2 separate regions of the Mus musculus genome follow, and region 2 is linked to region 1. The links are chromatin contacts, called in public Micro-C maps. All regions are on one chromosome and are shown on one strand. Each heading gives the region's core, a stretch centred on a gene start, on an enhancer-like site or on the middle of the called end of the contact. The rest is flanking DNA. Distances are from core to core; before and after follow the strand shown.

What was found. Hi-C and Micro-C count contacts between places; a contact is called where the count stands out from the background.
Region 2: a Micro-C map of macrophages shows a contact between it and region 1, with 7 times the contacts expected there. The contact joins two enhancer-like sites. A contact is called at or near these places in 3 of 484 Hi-C or Micro-C datasets (bone marrow-derived macrophages, macrophages and nephron progenitors).

The regions. Positions count from the first base shown.
Region 1 is chr11:110,536,323-110,540,748 of GRCm38.p6, forward strand. All of the region lies in intron 2 of Gm11682 (predicted gene 11682), which reads left to right. Among named protein-coding and RNA genes, the nearest start is that of Gm11682, 4.8 kb to the left of the region's middle. Within about 2 kb of position 1,734, at least 40 of the 459 cell types and tissues checked have an H3K27ac peak or open chromatin away from gene starts, as enhancers often do. A contact at or near this core is called in bone marrow-derived macrophages and macrophages, where this site is marked.
Region 2 is chr11:110,695,690-110,700,115 of GRCm38.p6, forward strand. No RefSeq gene overlaps it. Among named protein-coding and RNA genes, the nearest start is that of Gm46300, 150 kb to the left of the region's middle. Within about 2 kb of position 2,617, at least 36 of the 459 cell types and tissues checked have an H3K27ac peak or open chromatin away from gene starts, as enhancers often do. A contact at or near this core is called in bone marrow-derived macrophages and macrophages, where this site is marked.

The sequences.
Region 1 (4,426 bases), core at 484-2,983:
ACGTAATAAATTTAATGTTTCATACATACTTAATATGTTAATATATAACAGGAATCATTTTATAAAATACTTGCATTACATAATGCAGTAAAAATTTATATTGACTATTCATATTATATAAGGTTGTATCTTATAATAAATATATTAATACGGTTCACAAAGGGCTTATATTATATATGCTAATGTATCACTATTTGCTATATATAATAATATATAATTTGTTATAAGCAATATATGTACTTTATAAATGGTTATGCTATACCAAAGGCAATATAATATGCTGATGTAAGTGAGGGTAGCGAAGAGTTAGAAGTTTAAAAAGATTTATTTTTATTCTATGTGTGTGGATATTTTGGTTTGCATGTGTATTTGTGCACCATGTGCATGAAGTTCCCAAAGAGGCCAGAAGAGGGCTTCAGATCCCCCTGGGCTGGAAATAGAGTTGTTTATAAACCACCAGCTAGGCTCTGAGTCCTCTGCAAAAGCAGCCGGAGCTCATAATCACTTAGCTACCCAATTCTCCAGGGCTGCAAAGAGTAAAATGTGATAAAAGAGGATTAAAAAAAAAAAGAACCCTGGAAAACCAGGATGTATTTTCAAATATTTATTATTGTTTCATATTTATCTCTTAAAATGTTTATGTTTGTCATAGTTTTGGGAAACTTTTGTATTAATGTTGTGTACGGTTTAGGAGTGGTTTGGATGTGAATAAGCCTTAATTGCTTGCACAACGGAGGCTGGGAAACCATTTAAATTCATTGACTTTATTTTAAACTTCCTAGTTAAAAAAAATAGAAATTTCGTGGAAATTTCCATGTGTATTTTGATCAATTCACATAATTAGTAGTAGTTTTATTCTTTTTTGGCTCTTCTTCCCCTCCCCCGATCAATTTCTCAGTTACAGTCGCAAACGCTAACATTTCCTCAGTGCTGAGAAATGAGCTCTTTTAAACTGACGCCTAGATTCTCATAGTCGGCCTCTTCCTTTCTAAAGGCAGACTATCTTAACTGTTTATTCAGCACGTCTATGCCATCTGAATCCTCTTAAATAGCAGGGAACACAACGAAATATTTAAAATTCTCCGTTTTCCAAATAAGGCCATATTTATGTGGACAACGTGACAAACTCGTTATTCTTTGAGGTTACTGGCATATATGATACTACATTTTGGAGAAATGAAGCGTCATTTTAGTTTGGGAGTTTCCATCAGAAAGCCTCTTTCAAATGCAGTTAAGAGTTTAGTCTTATGAAATTATTTGAGCATTACAGTGCTCAGTGTGATCGTGTGGTCGTGCATATACACATTTTCCATCAGTGATAACGTTGAACAGAGTGTGTTGACTAGGAGGTGTTTCAATTGGAAAATTTCCGTCCGATTTAAAGTGACCACAAGGGGGCAGCAAAACACACTGGATTCTCTATGTGTCGCGGCAAGGGCAAGAAATTTCCTAGGTAAAGTCAGGCTAAGAAGGCAAATGAAAGACCCGTGAGCCATCCTTAAACGCGGGCATTTCTAGCCAAACAGTGGGTCTGGTTGGGGTGTGTGCGCGCACGCGCTTTGTATCCTAAGGCAACTGAGTCTAGGAGACACGAGCTTTTCAAGTGTCTTTAGAAGAAATAGTGAGGGCTAGAGGTATGGCCAGTGGTTGCTTGCATTAACTAGCCTTTCAGACTCTATTCCTAGCATTCACGTGGAGGCTCACAAATATCTAGAACTCCAGTTTGGGAGGGTCTGATATCCTCTTCTGGCTTCCTCTGGAACCAGGAGTGTGTGCTTGGTACACCTACAATGCATGCAGAAAACCAGTCACGCTCGCAAAATAAAAATAAAATTTTAAAAGAAAGACCACTAGGGATCTATACCCAAGGAGGGCACAAACCTGATATTTATCATTCTATTTTCTAGTGGATCAAATTTTGAGCCCCTCTTCTTCCTCCTCCCGTTAGAATTTCAGTATATTTACTGGAAAATAATAACAGGGTCAAGTCAATCAGATTTAACGTTTGAAAAACAGGAAACAGACTTGAGTAAGACGCTGCAGTTGCTCACGAATCATGGCTACGGGACACTTTTAAAGAGGAAGTATTACAAAAGTGCTGATAGAGTCCAGGGTACTGGACGACTTAGACACTTCTGTCGGACGTTCTGGCTGTGGGATGCACAGTCTTGAGTGTCTCTTTATCTCTTAGGTGACTTAGCTGTTCACAGGGAAGCCGGGAAGGATGCAATAGGCTGTTTTTACGTCAACTGAAGTAATTAGTTCACCACCTACTTAGCTCAATGTCTTCCTTAAGATAAGACTTCAGCAAACATGGCAGCCATAAAACTGTTACAATAACTGATTGGCATGGGATAGTCTCAGTCATTATTTCTTAGTGACTAGTTGGGTGATTTCATTTAATCTTCATATCCAGCATGAGTTTTTTCTTTCTCTTCTCTTCTCTTCTCTTCTCTTCTCTTCTCTTCTCTTCTCTCTCTCTTTCCCTTCCCTTCCCTTCCCTTCCCTTCCCTTCCCTTCCCTCCCCTCCCCTCCCCTCCCCTCCCCTCCCCTCCCCTCCCCTCTTTTTTCTTTCTTTTCTTTTCTTTTCTTTTCTTTACTTTTCTTTTCTTTTCCTTTCTTTTCTTTTCTTTCTATTGGATAGTTTCTTTGTTTACATTTCAAATATTTTCTCCTTTCCAGGTCTCCTCTTTGGAACCCCCCTATCCCATCTCCCCCCCCCCCCAACTGCCTCTATGAGGGTGCTCTCCCACCCACCCACCCACCTATCCACTTTTGTCTTCCCTCCCTGGCATTCTCCTACATTGGGGCATTGAACACCCTCAGGCCCAAGGGCCACTCCTCCCACTGATGTCCAACAAGGCCATCCTCTGCCACATATGCTGCTGGAACCATGGGTCCCTCCATGTGTACTCTTTGCTTGGTGGTCCAGTCCCCACCCCCCTCCAGCTGTAGGGGGTTTGGCCGGTTGACACTGTTGCTCCCTCCATGGGGCTGCAAACCCCCTCAGCTCCTTCAGTCCCTTCTCTAACTCCTCCATTGGGGACCCCACACTCAGTCCAATGTGTGGCTTTGAGCATCCACCTCTATATTTGTCAGGCTCTAGCAGAGCCTCTCAGGAGACAGCTATATCAGGCTCCTGTCAGTAAGTACTTGTTGGCATCCACAAGAGTGTCTGGTTTAGTGACTGTATATGGGATGGATCCCCAGGTGAGGCGGTCTCTGGATGGCCTTTCCTTCAGTCTCTGCTCCACACTTTGTCTCCATATTTCCTCCTGTGAGTATTTTGTTTATCCACATTTTGGTCTTCCATCTTCTTGGGCTTCATTTTCTTTCTTTCGTTTTTATTTTAAATTTCTATCCCCTTTTATAGATAGGAACATCGAAGTTCAAAAAGGCTGGTAACTTGGTTAATACAAATTAATCGAAACATCTGTGATTTGAACCTGTGGATTTCCGCCAGCTGCTGTGCTTTCAACCACATTGAGTATATAGCCTACTATTTGCCTCCCTTTCCTCAGCATACACACTTCTGAAAACTTCTAATATCATTTGAATCTGCTGGTGAGTCTTAAAAGACAACTCTGCAGTTTGATAAGGATGGCAGTGGACACAATCAAATGGCGTTTCCTACATTCCTACCAAACTCAATAGAGGATGTGGGGAGGAAAGAGATGCGCTTTCTGCCAACTGGGAGGAAGCAGGAACTATTTGAGTGTTCCAATCCTAAACTAGCCTCTACCGGAAAACCTACCACAGGCGGTACTTTATGCATGGATAAGCCTCTTCAAGTCGACACCTCCTCCCATCCCCTCTACCTGACCCCAGGAGTCCTTGTCCACAGGAAGAAGAGATTGTCAGAGAGACCAGACTCGTCCTCAGTGAAGACATTAAATGGGAGTCTAGAATCAACGTGTGTTCCTGAGGTCTTTGTGTCTGCACAATAGACGCAAAGAGCTTGCTTCACCCAGTCTTCCCCAATGTAGTGTGATGTGAATGTCTTCTCTTTGTTAAAGGAGGCAAAAGCTGACTGGATGCTGAGCTCTTGGGATCCACCTACCCCTAGCCCCACTCCTGTGGCGGTGCTTGGCTTTTGGATGTGAAATTGGGGGATCCAAATTCAGGTCCTCCCACTTACATGGCACACGCTTTTACTCATCAAACCATCTCCCCAGCCTGCTTGCTATTTCAGCTTTTGAGACTTATTTTTATTATTGATTTATGTGTTTAAGTGTGGGCTGTGTGTGCAGAGGAGACCAGAAGAGGGCGCCAGATCCCCTGGAGTTGGAGTTACTGGAGTTTGTGAGTTGCCTGACAGGGGTGCTGGGAACCGAGCTTGGGTCCTCTGGGACAGCAGCAAGCATTTTAAACCATTAAGCCATCTCTCCTGCTCTTCGCTTGCTCTGTGTTTATAAGCAAGATCCCT
Region 2 (4,426 bases), core at 1,367-3,866, 160 kb after region 1:
GCTTTGAAGGGAGAACAAGCAAGCAGTTATGTGAAGTCGCTGGAGAAGCTGGGGGCTGTGGCCACTGCTATAGGCAGGTGGCCAAGGATGTTTGGTAGGGGCTAGGTGGAATTAGCCACTGGAGTTTAGGGCAGGTGGGAGGAACTGAGATAAAAATATTAAGGACATGCTTTTCCAGGTGGGAGATAGCAGTGCCCAACAATTGTGGCAAAAAGGCAAGTTGTAAAGACAAAACTGTGTGTGTGGTTTATATCCACGGATTCAAGAGAAGCTTGGAGGGAGCTGGTAGTGAGTACAGTTACCTTCTAGAGCTAAAGGCGGTAGCACAAAACTACATGCAACAGCAAACACCTGGTCTATTTGCAAACATGAAAACAAAATCCTCCACCCACCCCTCCCCACAGTGATGCAGATGTTTTTAAAATGATAGCACCTGTAAATGACAGTCACAGCTTAAAGCCCAAGCTGGGCTCTCTCTCAACTACACTACACACATATTTTTCTTTTTCTTTATTCATTTCATGGGGAATGACCTGGAGCAATTTTGCCTTCACTCTGTGCTTTGCTCATGACAAGTGCTGACTAGAAGTTTCATAAGTGATACAGGAAGAATTCAACTGGGACTGATGTGAACCTAGAATACCTACTGCATCAAACCCTGGCACCACTGGTGAATGGCATTTCTGTTTCTGAAATCATGCAACCCTTCTGATCTGTAGGGATGCTGTCATATTTCAGACTTAGGAAAGTTGCATTGAAAAGTAAGCAAAAGTGCAAAAGGCAGCATTTCTGAACTCTCTTCTAGCAATTCCAAGGTATCAGTGGACATGTTCCTGGAGATCCAATGTTGGACACGGGCACTCTGGGGTTAACAGAGGAAGTACGTAAGCTCTTTTCATTTCTTCAAAAGACCAGTTTCACTTATGTGTATCATGTTTCTAAAAATTCTGTTAAAATAACAATTGATTTTGTTGACTGTGGTGTGACAACACACCTGTAATTCCAAAAGTCAGGAGGTAGAAGCACAAGAGTCTTCAAGGTTACCCTTGGCTGCTTTGGCTACCTGTCAAGTTTCAGGCAAGTTTGGGAAATAATAATGGTAAGTGATAAAAATCATCAATAATATATAATATAATATAATATAATATAATATAATATAATATAATATATGATAAATAATGAAGTTTTAATGAATTATTGGGAATGTTATCCTCTTTGGCATTGGGTAGTCTGGGTGTAAAATAACCATCATGGCTTTGGGTAGGTTGATTAACCCCTTTGTCTTGAAAAGCCCATATCTGAATATGTGTAGATTGATGAATTGTGAGGACTGAAATGAATTATTTCATAGTACAAGGGAGATTTTTTTTTTTTAGTGGTGGTAACTTTAGCTGTCTCAGAAGTTTCAAGCCTTTTAGCCAATCTCCACACAGTAGCTTTAAAAATAATTTCCAAGATGATGGTCCTTCTAGGCTTTACACAACAGGGCCCGATGCTGTGTTCACTTCCAGGCTGAACTCATGGAAACTTTTGGTTCCAAATAGAGGAAGTCATAGCAACAACAGCGATTCATCTTCCGGCTTTCATCAGCTCCTCATGGCCTCGCTGTCATCGTCATCTGAGCTAAAAACAATTCAACCAAGGGAAAGGTAAACAGGAGCCCTTCCATTTTGCAAATGAACGAGTGGAAGTGTAGGGACATGAAGCCCTTAACTAAAAAGTACCCATTACTCATGTCCTCATCTTTCTGTGCACTATGTGTCTTAGTTTTAAAGCTGGTCTCAATCTTCTATTTTACATAGGATGTTTCACCCTGTATTGATACAGATCGAAAGGACACTTACATCAATCTAAACTCACTCACCCCAGCACAATCTGCGAAGCATCTTTAAATTTTCCGTTAGGGTAGCCCTTGCCATACTCCTCTATCCTGCAGCATCTCTATGCATTAATGGGTCCCTGTGCCTTATACCCCTGTGTATAAGTGTTGAGAAATATTCTGCTTCATCTTGCAGCTCTTGGGTAGATCACTTAGCTGGAAATTATGATAATTTGGGAGTTAGTAATTTTCTTGCCATATTCTTTTCAAGCTAGCTTCTTCTTCCCCTGCTTATCACTTCACTTTCCTTCTTCCACATACACATCCTAACAGCTTCAGGATGACCTTCCCATTCTCTCCTGTGACACCAGTGTCAAATATGTTTGGGGCATGTTCTTTCTGGCAGTAGAATGGAAAAAAAAGTATACAATATGAGTTTTCTCCATCCCCTACCTGAGAAAGATAATTATCATGAAGCTGACAATGACGGGACCAAGGTGATTCAGACTAATTCAGACATTATGGTAAGCCTACACATGTTGGTATACTTTGGATAAAGGTGAATGGTGTGAGAAATACAGCAATCAATTGCAAAGCCATTCCTCTAAGAATGACTCTAGGTGAAGTTGAGAAAAGCTATTTATAGTCATGGAGAACACTTGGTTATCAAAGGCAAAAGGAATGTGGCATTTCATAAAAAAAATATTGTTTTAGGCAAAAGAGAGGAGACACAGGGAAGGCTAGCTGAGGCGGTGTCATGCAAGGGGCTAATAGAGGCTACAATCCGAGTGGAGAGTGACAGAGGGTTGTGAAGAATTTGGAAATGCTGGAAACTTGGACATCACAAGATGGGGAGGGTTCAGTAGTGTGGCGTGGTGTGGTTAGAACTAAAGTTTGGAAGCAACGCTGGCACACAATTTGTGCATTGGCATGCTGGAAACAATGGATGGAAGAATCCGTGAGATGAAAGGAAGCAAAATTGAGTCATAGTCACCCATTCCAAATTTTCACCACTGAGGGAACTGGGCAAAGAGTGCAACTCATGACTGGATATGCTCACTGAAAGTGGAACCCCTTTCTTCTAGTTCCTGTTTAAAAATATAAACTGCATGCAAATTCAAATTAAAAAAAAAGAACCTTCCTTTGTCACGTTGAGAAACTGTGTTTTCTTTGTTGTTTTGTGACTCACCTCGGGACTATTCATACAAGAATGCTATTTGTAGGGATGGGCAGACCTGTTTGGGGGGGGGGAACAAGAACCTCTCTGGAATGTTCACCCACTCTTGGAACCATAGTTGTTGTTCTTTCTTTCTTTCTTTCTTTCTTTCTTTCTTTCTTTCTTTCTTTCTTTCTTTCTTTCTTTCTTTCTTTCTTCCTTTCCTTACAAAGTTCTCTGTTCATTTTAAAGTACTTGGCCAAGATTGGAAGAGGAAAAAACATCTCGGATATCATAGCATCCTGGGCTGTAATGCACAAAGCATCTTGGAATAGCCCTGCAAGGAGCAAAAGTAGTGGCTTAATCATCTTAATTCAAACCTTATTCATGCGGGTGCAGAGAGAGAGGTAAGCTTAAGGAAAATGTAGGGTGATGGGTCATTACAAATGGCAAGTGCTAGCCCAGGAATTAAGATAGCTTGGGCAGTTTAAATTTTGTAGAAGCTAGACAATTCAAAAGAAGTCAGTGGAGAGAAGCTGGAGGTAACTGGATCTCAAATCAAGACAAAGGATTAAAGGTGAGATCTTTAAGTAGAGTTTTTCCTATACAAAGTTTACTCATAAAGAATGAAATGTACTAGCTAGGGTCCCACCTCAAAATATAAACTTCTCAATAACCTCAAGATCTACTTTCAAGAATTTAGATTAGATAAATTAAAAAAAAGGCAACTTTCTAGGATTACATATATTTTTCATAGGATTGATAGTCTTACTTTTTTATAGTCTTTTCCCTTTGTTTTGGCAGGGAGGGGTTTAGTAAGGAGATGTTGATATCGGAGCAATTAACCCTGACAAAACTTATGGAAAGTTGCATTAAAACTTTTTAAACGTAAGCATTCAGGGATGTCTTTTGACATTTTTGTTCATTTTCCATGCCAAGGGAGAGTTTGAGGACATGGTAGTGATTTGAAAATAAAAACTGATAGAAGGGGCATAGTGTGTGTGTGTGTGTGTGTGTGTGTGTGTGAGAGAGAGAGAGAGAGAGAGAGAGAGAGAAAGAGAGAGAGGAGAGAGGGAAGAGGAGAGAGGGGAGAGGGGAGAGGGGAGAGGGAAGAGGGGAGAGGGGAGAGGGGAGAGGGGAGAGAGAAGATTAAGAAAGATAATGGCTAATCTATGGCTAATCTTGGTTGTTGAGAAGATGGTACCTCAGTTGAAGATTGCCTCTATCAGATTGGCTTGGCTTGTGGGCATATCTTTGGGAATCTTGTGCATTTTCTTGATTCCTTGTTGATGTTAGAAAGCCCTGTCCATGGTAGGCAGAAGTAGTCCTAGGTGGGTGAGCCTGGAAGAAAGCCAGGAAGCATTTTTCTCTATAGCCTTTACTTCAGTTTCCACTATAAGGTTCCTGTGTTGAGTTACTGCCCTGACTTTCCTCAGTGATGGATGTAGAAA